Regions from separate parts of the Mus musculus genome. Here region 2 is linked to region 1. A link is a contact called in public HiChIP or PLAC-seq data. All regions are on one chromosome and are shown on one strand. The core of a region is the stretch at or near the end of the contact, and the rest is flanking DNA. Distances in the headings are between cores, read along the strand shown. Region 1 has its middle 22 kb from the start of 1700063D05Rik. Region 2 overlaps Gm46143 (a long non-coding RNA gene).

What was found. HiChIP or PLAC-seq counts read pairs in DNA pulled down with a chosen protein or histone mark.
Region 2: a contact with region 1 is called in an H3K4me3 HiChIP or PLAC-seq map of craniofacial prominence, with 6 times the contacts expected there. The contact joins two enhancer-like sites. A contact is called at or near these places in 4 of 484 Hi-C or Micro-C datasets (cerebellar granule neurons, cerebellum, embryonic stem cells and 1 more), 9 of 115 datasets of contacts at active chromatin or transcription factors (the NIH/3T3 cell line, craniofacial prominence, embryonic basal ganglia and 6 more) and 2 of 9 other capture datasets (embryonic stem cells and embryonic trunk).

The regions. Positions count from the first base shown.
Region 1 is chr9:41,226,821-41,230,286 of GRCm38.p6, reverse strand. No RefSeq gene overlaps it. Among named protein-coding and RNA genes, the nearest start is that of 1700063D05Rik, 22 kb to the right of the region's middle. RefSeq lists an enhancer at 1-2,385. Within about 2 kb of position 1,331, at least 216 of the 459 cell types and tissues checked have an H3K27ac peak or open chromatin away from gene starts, as enhancers often do. A contact at or near this core is called in the NIH/3T3 cell line, craniofacial prominence, embryonic basal ganglia and 2 more, where this site is marked.
Region 2 is chr9:41,764,942-41,768,339 of GRCm38.p6, reverse strand. Gm46143 (a long non-coding RNA gene) reads right to left here. Exons shown (of 2, transcript XR_001779341.1): 2 at 3,195-3,398. Among named protein-coding and RNA genes, the nearest start is that of Gm46143, 6.3 kb to the right of the region's middle. Within about 2 kb of position 1,644, at least 95 of the 459 cell types and tissues checked have an H3K27ac peak or open chromatin away from gene starts, as enhancers often do. A contact at or near this core is called in the NIH/3T3 cell line, craniofacial prominence, embryonic basal ganglia and 2 more, where this site is marked.

The sequences.
Region 1 (3,466 bases), core at 82-2,581:
CAGAGGACAACTTTCAGAAGTCTTCCGTCCCCTTGAGGCAGGGTCTCCAGTGTAATCTTCCTGGGTTGGAGCACCATCTTCGGAGATAAAATGCTACCTAAACTTAAGATCAGTTTATTGCTAGCTAGATTATACACAGCATCACTCCATCACCCAATATTTACCTGGAGACTAACTGGTATCGGGCAATGGGTGATGGGCAGTGGGTGCTGTATTTAGAGCAAAAAGATCCGAGGTTGAATTTCATCATTGACTGTAGCACCTTCGGCAAATTAATTCCTCAGCGTCTCAGATTCTTTGTCTACGGCAATGGGGATAAGACAGTTATTATAAGAGCCAAATTAGCTAATGTGCACAGAAGCACTCTGCTTTTATGAATGGCTATAAACAGATTATGACTTATTAGAGAGCCACTCTGATCTAGGAGTAGCCCGACCGTCAGATCCCAGCACGTGGGGAGAAGAGAAGGGATAGGGTCAACCTGAGGTATGCAGTGAAACCCAGGGGAAGAGATGGGGAGAAAGTGAAGGAGAGAAGAAAAAGAAGAAGAAAAAGGTGCCGCCAAAAGGTACCCTGGCTTCAGCTCGCCTTGAAGTGGGTTATTGTCGAAGCTGCACAGGGAGGAGCTCTTTCTCCAAATTTTCAAGGGCAGAATTCTTAGCCAGTAACCACAAGTAGTTATTTTACCATCCATTCTCTTTATATTTCAAAAGACTCGGGTTCAAATGTCAGTTCCAAGTCTCTGTTTCTTCTCATAACAAATGGACCAAATGATATTCACTCCACAGGAAGGAGGGCTAAGAAAAATAGAGGCTTACTTGGGGTTTTCTGTCTAGGGATGTGTGTTCTCATCTGTGCTCCTCCTGGAGTGTCCCCTGTAAGCCCCGGGGAGTGGATAGGCTTAAGGAATAGGCCTCAGTTTTCCTTGTCTTTCTTTGCTTAGTGGCTCTAAAATCAGAGCCCAGCAGGAGAGTCGTGGGAGAGGCCTTCTAAGATGGGGTCAGAAACGCTCAAAGCAGTATTACTACCGATCTCCCTGCACTCCCAAGACAATAACCTTCTCTAATCACTACCAGATTCCACATTCGCGCCAGAAAGCAGCAGGGAGCAGTTGCCTTGACCCGCCAGGGCCTCCAGCCCCTCCCCGCCAGACGCAGACTAATGCGATACAGACGTCTCCCTCCCAGCACCGCTCTCCCACCCGCAGTCCCTCTCCAGACGGACATCGCTCTTCCGAAGTCATTTTTTGCAGGTCACCAGGCCACTTTTCCACGAAGCCAGGGAGAAGCCTGCACCTCGGGACTTCCTAGCTACCCAGAGGGTATTGTATTCACTCCTGGCGGAAGCCAACTTCAAAAGGGTATCAGGCGGGGCTTCTCACTCATTTCGATGGTACAACAGTGACCTCCAGTGGCAGAGCCGGGAGACAAAAAAAATCTGCAACGTCTCAGAATATTCCTGTCCTCATAGAAGACAGTCTACAATAGGACACGATTTCTCTTGTAAACAGCGTCTAGGACGACGACGACGGTGATGGACTCCATAGTTGCTGAATCCAAGCAATCCTGCAGAGATAGCCAGTGGCAAGTTTCCAACCCACGATCTGAGCTCCATGGCCTATCATTTATTTAGTACAGCTCCCTCAGCTCTTAATCCACTCCAGACCCCGCCCTGGTGCCCAAGTGGCTTGTGTTAATTCCACTGCTAGAAATGACCTCTTCATCTCTCTGCCTGATAAAATCTTCGTGTGATGATGTCAGATGAGAACATGCCACTTGGGGACACTTTCCAGATCATCCCTCCTAACAGAATTGATTTTGTCTTCAAAACCAAATAGTATCAAGGACGTCAATACTGCTGAATGCATTCGGCTTGAGAAGCAACACGGTACAGCACTGTTGTAGGGACTTCCACTGCTGAGAGTTCTAGGTGAAGGATGGAAGGGTGTGGGAGTGTCAGGCACATCTGCAGCACCATGACACATGCCTGAGGAAATGACATAAGAGAGGAAGGGTTTATTTTGGCCCACAGATTTGTATCTTTCTGTCCACTGTCATTGGTATCTGTTGGTTCCAGTCCAGTGTTTGGTGAGGCAGAACATGAGGGCAAAGAGCAAAGTGGCCCTCCTTGGGACAGATAGGAGATGGGAAGGGACTTAATAAAGACAAAATACATCTCCTAATACATCATTAGAGGCTACTTCCTCCAGTGTGGCCTTCCCTCCTATCTCTACCAACTCCCATCATATTATGAGCTTGTGAATGGACTGATCTACAGATTAGTTCCGAGTCCTCAGGAACCAGTCATCTTCCCTTCGCTCGACTGTTGACTGTCGCGTTGAGAATAGAGCCCTTCACATGTGATCCTTGACAAGGGGCACACTTCATATGCAAATTATAATTACTGAGCTCAGAATGCTGCAGACTAGTGGGGTGTGCACAGGAAAAAACAACTGCCATCGAGTGTAGTAAGGAGTTCCATATTTGTCTCAAGTAAGAGTCATCACTCCAGTCAGGGGGAAGAAATGCAATCAGAGACTGTCTAAATAAATGGAAGGGCTTTGCTTGGGTATTTGGGGGCTGAACGGGAGTTAATGAGGCAGGTAGAATGATTTAAGATGGGGGAAGAAAAGAAAAGATGCTCATTTGGATGTGAAATAACTACCTAGAAGTGATTTCGTTGCGACAAGGGGCAGCCCACGCTGGCTGGATTATCTATCACTGGATGTTTTACAGTCAAGAGATACTAGGCTGGAAGACTACTGAAAGCAGGATTGGGATCTTCCAAACTGTTGGCTATATAACCCAGGGTCATCAATGATTGCTGAACTATAGCATGATTCGGGGAGAATAAGCTCACGCATAAGCTAGAGTGGCTCACAAAACAGGATAAAAATCAAAATCTGGTTTCTGCCCATTAGTGGTTCTCAGATGCACTGGCATACGAATGTATTGGTCAAATCTCATCCACTGGGATGAAGCTAAGTTATTGAGCTGGTGAGCAAACAGGTCAGGCACAGTGCCTCAAGATGGAAGGCAAAACCACAAGAAGGGCAGCTGCCCAGCCTGCAGTGTGGAGACAAATGTCAACGTTGCAGGAAATGAGATGCCCGACGGAAGAGTGGAGATCTCAAACCAAGTCTGTGAACTGCATCTTGCTGAAACACGACTCATTTTCGGTGTCCTCGCTCTTGAGAGGAAGTCCAATGAAGATGCTCAGAAGGTCTGGCTCTGAGATCCAGGGAGGATCAGAGGGACCAAAGGGGCCCCAATCTCCCTTCAAACATATGTTCTGAGCAGCTGGGGAATGACGGTCTGTTTGTTCTTCAGCGTCAGATAATAAATTCTGGCTGAATCTGATGGAATTTAGCCTTTCTGGATAATTTATCATGAATGAAGAATTATATGCCCCCTTGATATATGGTGCAGGAGACACATCGGTGCCTGAGATGAACAGTAACTTAAGT
Region 2 (3,398 bases), core at 395-2,894, 540 kb before region 1:
TTACTGTTACCATTTTGCCTTATCAGTTCACTTATTAATTCATTTAAATCTATGCCTTTCAAATTGGATTTCCATTTAGTTGATGATTTACTTAATCAGTCAATAGAAAGGGTCCAAGAATTGCAACCGCTCCATTTCCAATCATTTGTGGATCCTAGGAAAGGTCACTTCTCCCATCAAAATCAGAAGGAGCAGGCTCATGGCAAGCAAGTCAAATCATTAGATTTAACATTTCCAGACGTTATCCACGCTGATAATTGTTGAATTGCATAGCACACTCAAGTTTTAATGGCATTACAGCAAAATGACCCTTCACTCTAGGGTATTTTCTGCTTTAATGCATCTCCTTGGATATCATATAAATCTCTCACCTATGGTCTCTCCTGTGACTGGTTGTTACAGGAATACAACCCACCATGGTTTACAGAGACAGACAGTGTAGGTCCTCACATTCAAAGGCTAACATGGCATCCCCATGGGAAGTGGGGAGAGGGGCTAAGAAGGGCAGCTTTCTTTGTCTTCTTCCCTGAGTTTCCATCTTTCTTCTTCTTTCATCAAACCTTTCCTAACTTAACCTCTCTTTGCTCTGCTCATCCCAGAACATGACTCGTTTCGACCTTTATTTAGCTTCTCAGACCTGGCTGCTCGTTAACTATTACTTACCTCATCTACTTTAAACAACGAGCTTGTGAACGTGTTCTTCTTATGCTTCCTGAAGGATAAAACTGAAGCTCACTGGGTCTGAGCCTGCCCAGGGTTGACCAGCTTTAAGCCCCAGTCTGGCTAAGCAGCAGCAGTTCTGTCTCCCAAAACCTCCCATCACCTGCATTGGCTTCTTCTTGCCTCTCTAAGCAAATCCTCTAACTTGGTTCATAGTTTATAGTGACCAACAACTCATCTTGTCTGGAGTTGTCAGTGAGCTCTTGTGCTCCTTTTCTCATGCACTGGTCTCTGCTGTTTGTTACCCTGAAGTCTGCAAGGACAGAACACGTGTGCTCTGTGTGCTCTAGTGATCCCTGGGAAGCACTCTCATACATCGGAAGGGACACCAAACCTGAATGCTCACAATATGAGAGTCCACTCGGGGCTTCATTTCTTATCTGTGTGGCCTTTGACTGAGCCTACTTTTCTTTACTTGATTGAGAGAGAGAGAGAGAGAGAGAGAGAGAGAGAGAGAGAGAGAGAGAAAGAGAGAGAGAGAGAGAGCTATAAAGCTTACCATAGTGACACATGCCTAAGAGCACCAGTACTTTCAAGGCAGATGCAGGAGAAGGAAGTATTCAGGACCTTCCTTGGCAACATAGCAACTTTGAGCCAGCCTGGGCTACCTGAAATGTTTTTTGCTTTTTTTTTTTCTTTCTCCACACACAATAGATATAACACCTATTAAACTTGCTAGGTGAGGCACTATAGAGACATTCCCAGCCACCTTTCAAACCCCCTCACAGAGCATGTCACTCTCAGGAAGTGTTAAGTCACGTGTGCTGATTTCTGAGCCTGGGAGAATGGTGTCCTGGGAGACTAGTACTTCATGTCCCAGCAAAGCAGCCTCAGCACAGCCTGGTGTTCTGGCCTGAGTTCCTGCTGGGTGGTGAGAGCCAATCAGCAAAAGCCTCGAGCTGTTCCTCCCCTGAACAATGGAAACGTGGAATGGTGTGACTGGCCAGGTGCCAGGCAGCTGTTCTGTGAGTCCTTGGAGGATAGCAATGGTCTCACATTGCAGAGAGGGATTTAGTTAAACCTGAAGAAGTATTTCCTGAGTATAGGCACCACGAGAGGTTGGAATGTAAGGTTAAGAAAGGCTTGAATGCCTTTCTTTGGGAATAGTGAAAAAAGAAGAAGGGGGAAAAGCTCCCCCAATCCATCTATGTGAGTGCTGTGCTGCCAAGAGGCAGAAAGATGGATTTGTTCCTTTGAGAGCAAGGAGTTGTCAGTATTGAGAAACAGGGTCTGCTTCTTCTCTCCCCTCACCTTTCATAATAGAGAACTCTTCAGTGCTCCCACAGAGCACCACAAGCCTCACCTGCTCTGATAACTGACCACACCATGCTTCTCCCCTCCCTCCCCAAACATCTGCTTCAGCTCTTTATCAGCATCACTTAACTGTACTGAGTGTGTAGCCTCCAGTGTGTTCAGGAAATGGGGTTCCCTGAAGCAAGAGACCAACCTCAATTAAAGCTTCAGGTGTCCAAACAGACCGTGGAATACACCACGAAATGTCACCTGAACTGCCTTCCCTCTGTGAGCAAGCAGCACTTACTGTGGGTTTTTCTTTGTGACTACATTCCCCAGAATTCTGTCTGCTCCTCCACAGCAAATGCATCCTTATTGGCTTTGTGAGTTAAGGATATGCAAAACCTTGTACTTCATTGTCTTACTCCTGCCAACAGAATACGTGCAGGTAAAAGTCACTGGTAAATCCCCCAGATGAAAGATAAATGAAGCTTTTGAGAGGTACAGTATTGGCGAGGCCTGGATCCACAAAATCGTTAACCTTTAGAATTGTGGAAGTCGTCAACCCAATGGTAAAGGGTGTGGCTTTCTACAAACATTGTGGTGAGCACCTTGGCGGAATTTCCAGCCCCACACAATCTCTCACAAATGACCTCACTCATCCAAGTGTTTTCAATCCTCTTAGCATCCTACAGACACACTTGGTCCTGGCCTGCTAAGAACAAAGTGCCGATGCCTCGGTTCAAGCTCAAACACTGTGTTTTCGAGGCTTGATCTTTATCTACTTCAAGGTCAAGACTATTTAACTGTGGGTTTATTTCATGGAACTGTACCATTTGCTGATTTCTTCCCAAGAGATCTTTGGAGTATTTCCTGGGCCTTTGGATCTATGAACAGCATGCTCGAACTAGAGGCCAAGAATCTGGTTTTTGTTTTTGTTTTTGTTTTTTGTTTTGTTTGTTTGTTTGTTTACAGCAAATGAAACTAAAAGTGCTTTAGATTTTAGATTCAAAAAACAGTTGGAGATATACCCATATATATATATGTGTGTGTGTGTGTGGTTGTGTGTATGGTATGTGTGTGTTTGTGTGTGTATGTGTGTCTGTCTCTGTGTGTGTGTGTTTAGATATAGATATATTTGGGACAGCAACCATGTCTAGACATGCAGTCATTTGCGTGTAATTTGTGTGTGAGGCCTGTTGTTGATGTTGCTGTAATAAAACACCACGACCAAAAGGGACTTATGAAAGATAGAGTTTATTTTGACTACAGTTTCAGAGGGGGAGTCCATAATGGTGGGGGAGGCATGGAAGCTGACAACGGGAGCAGCAAGTCCAGAGATCACTCCTGCAAAGACCAAACCCAAAGTAGAGAATGAAGCAGAACTTGGGCAAAGCTATAAAACTCTTAAAGCACCCCATCTCCTCCAGTGATCTTCCTCAAGT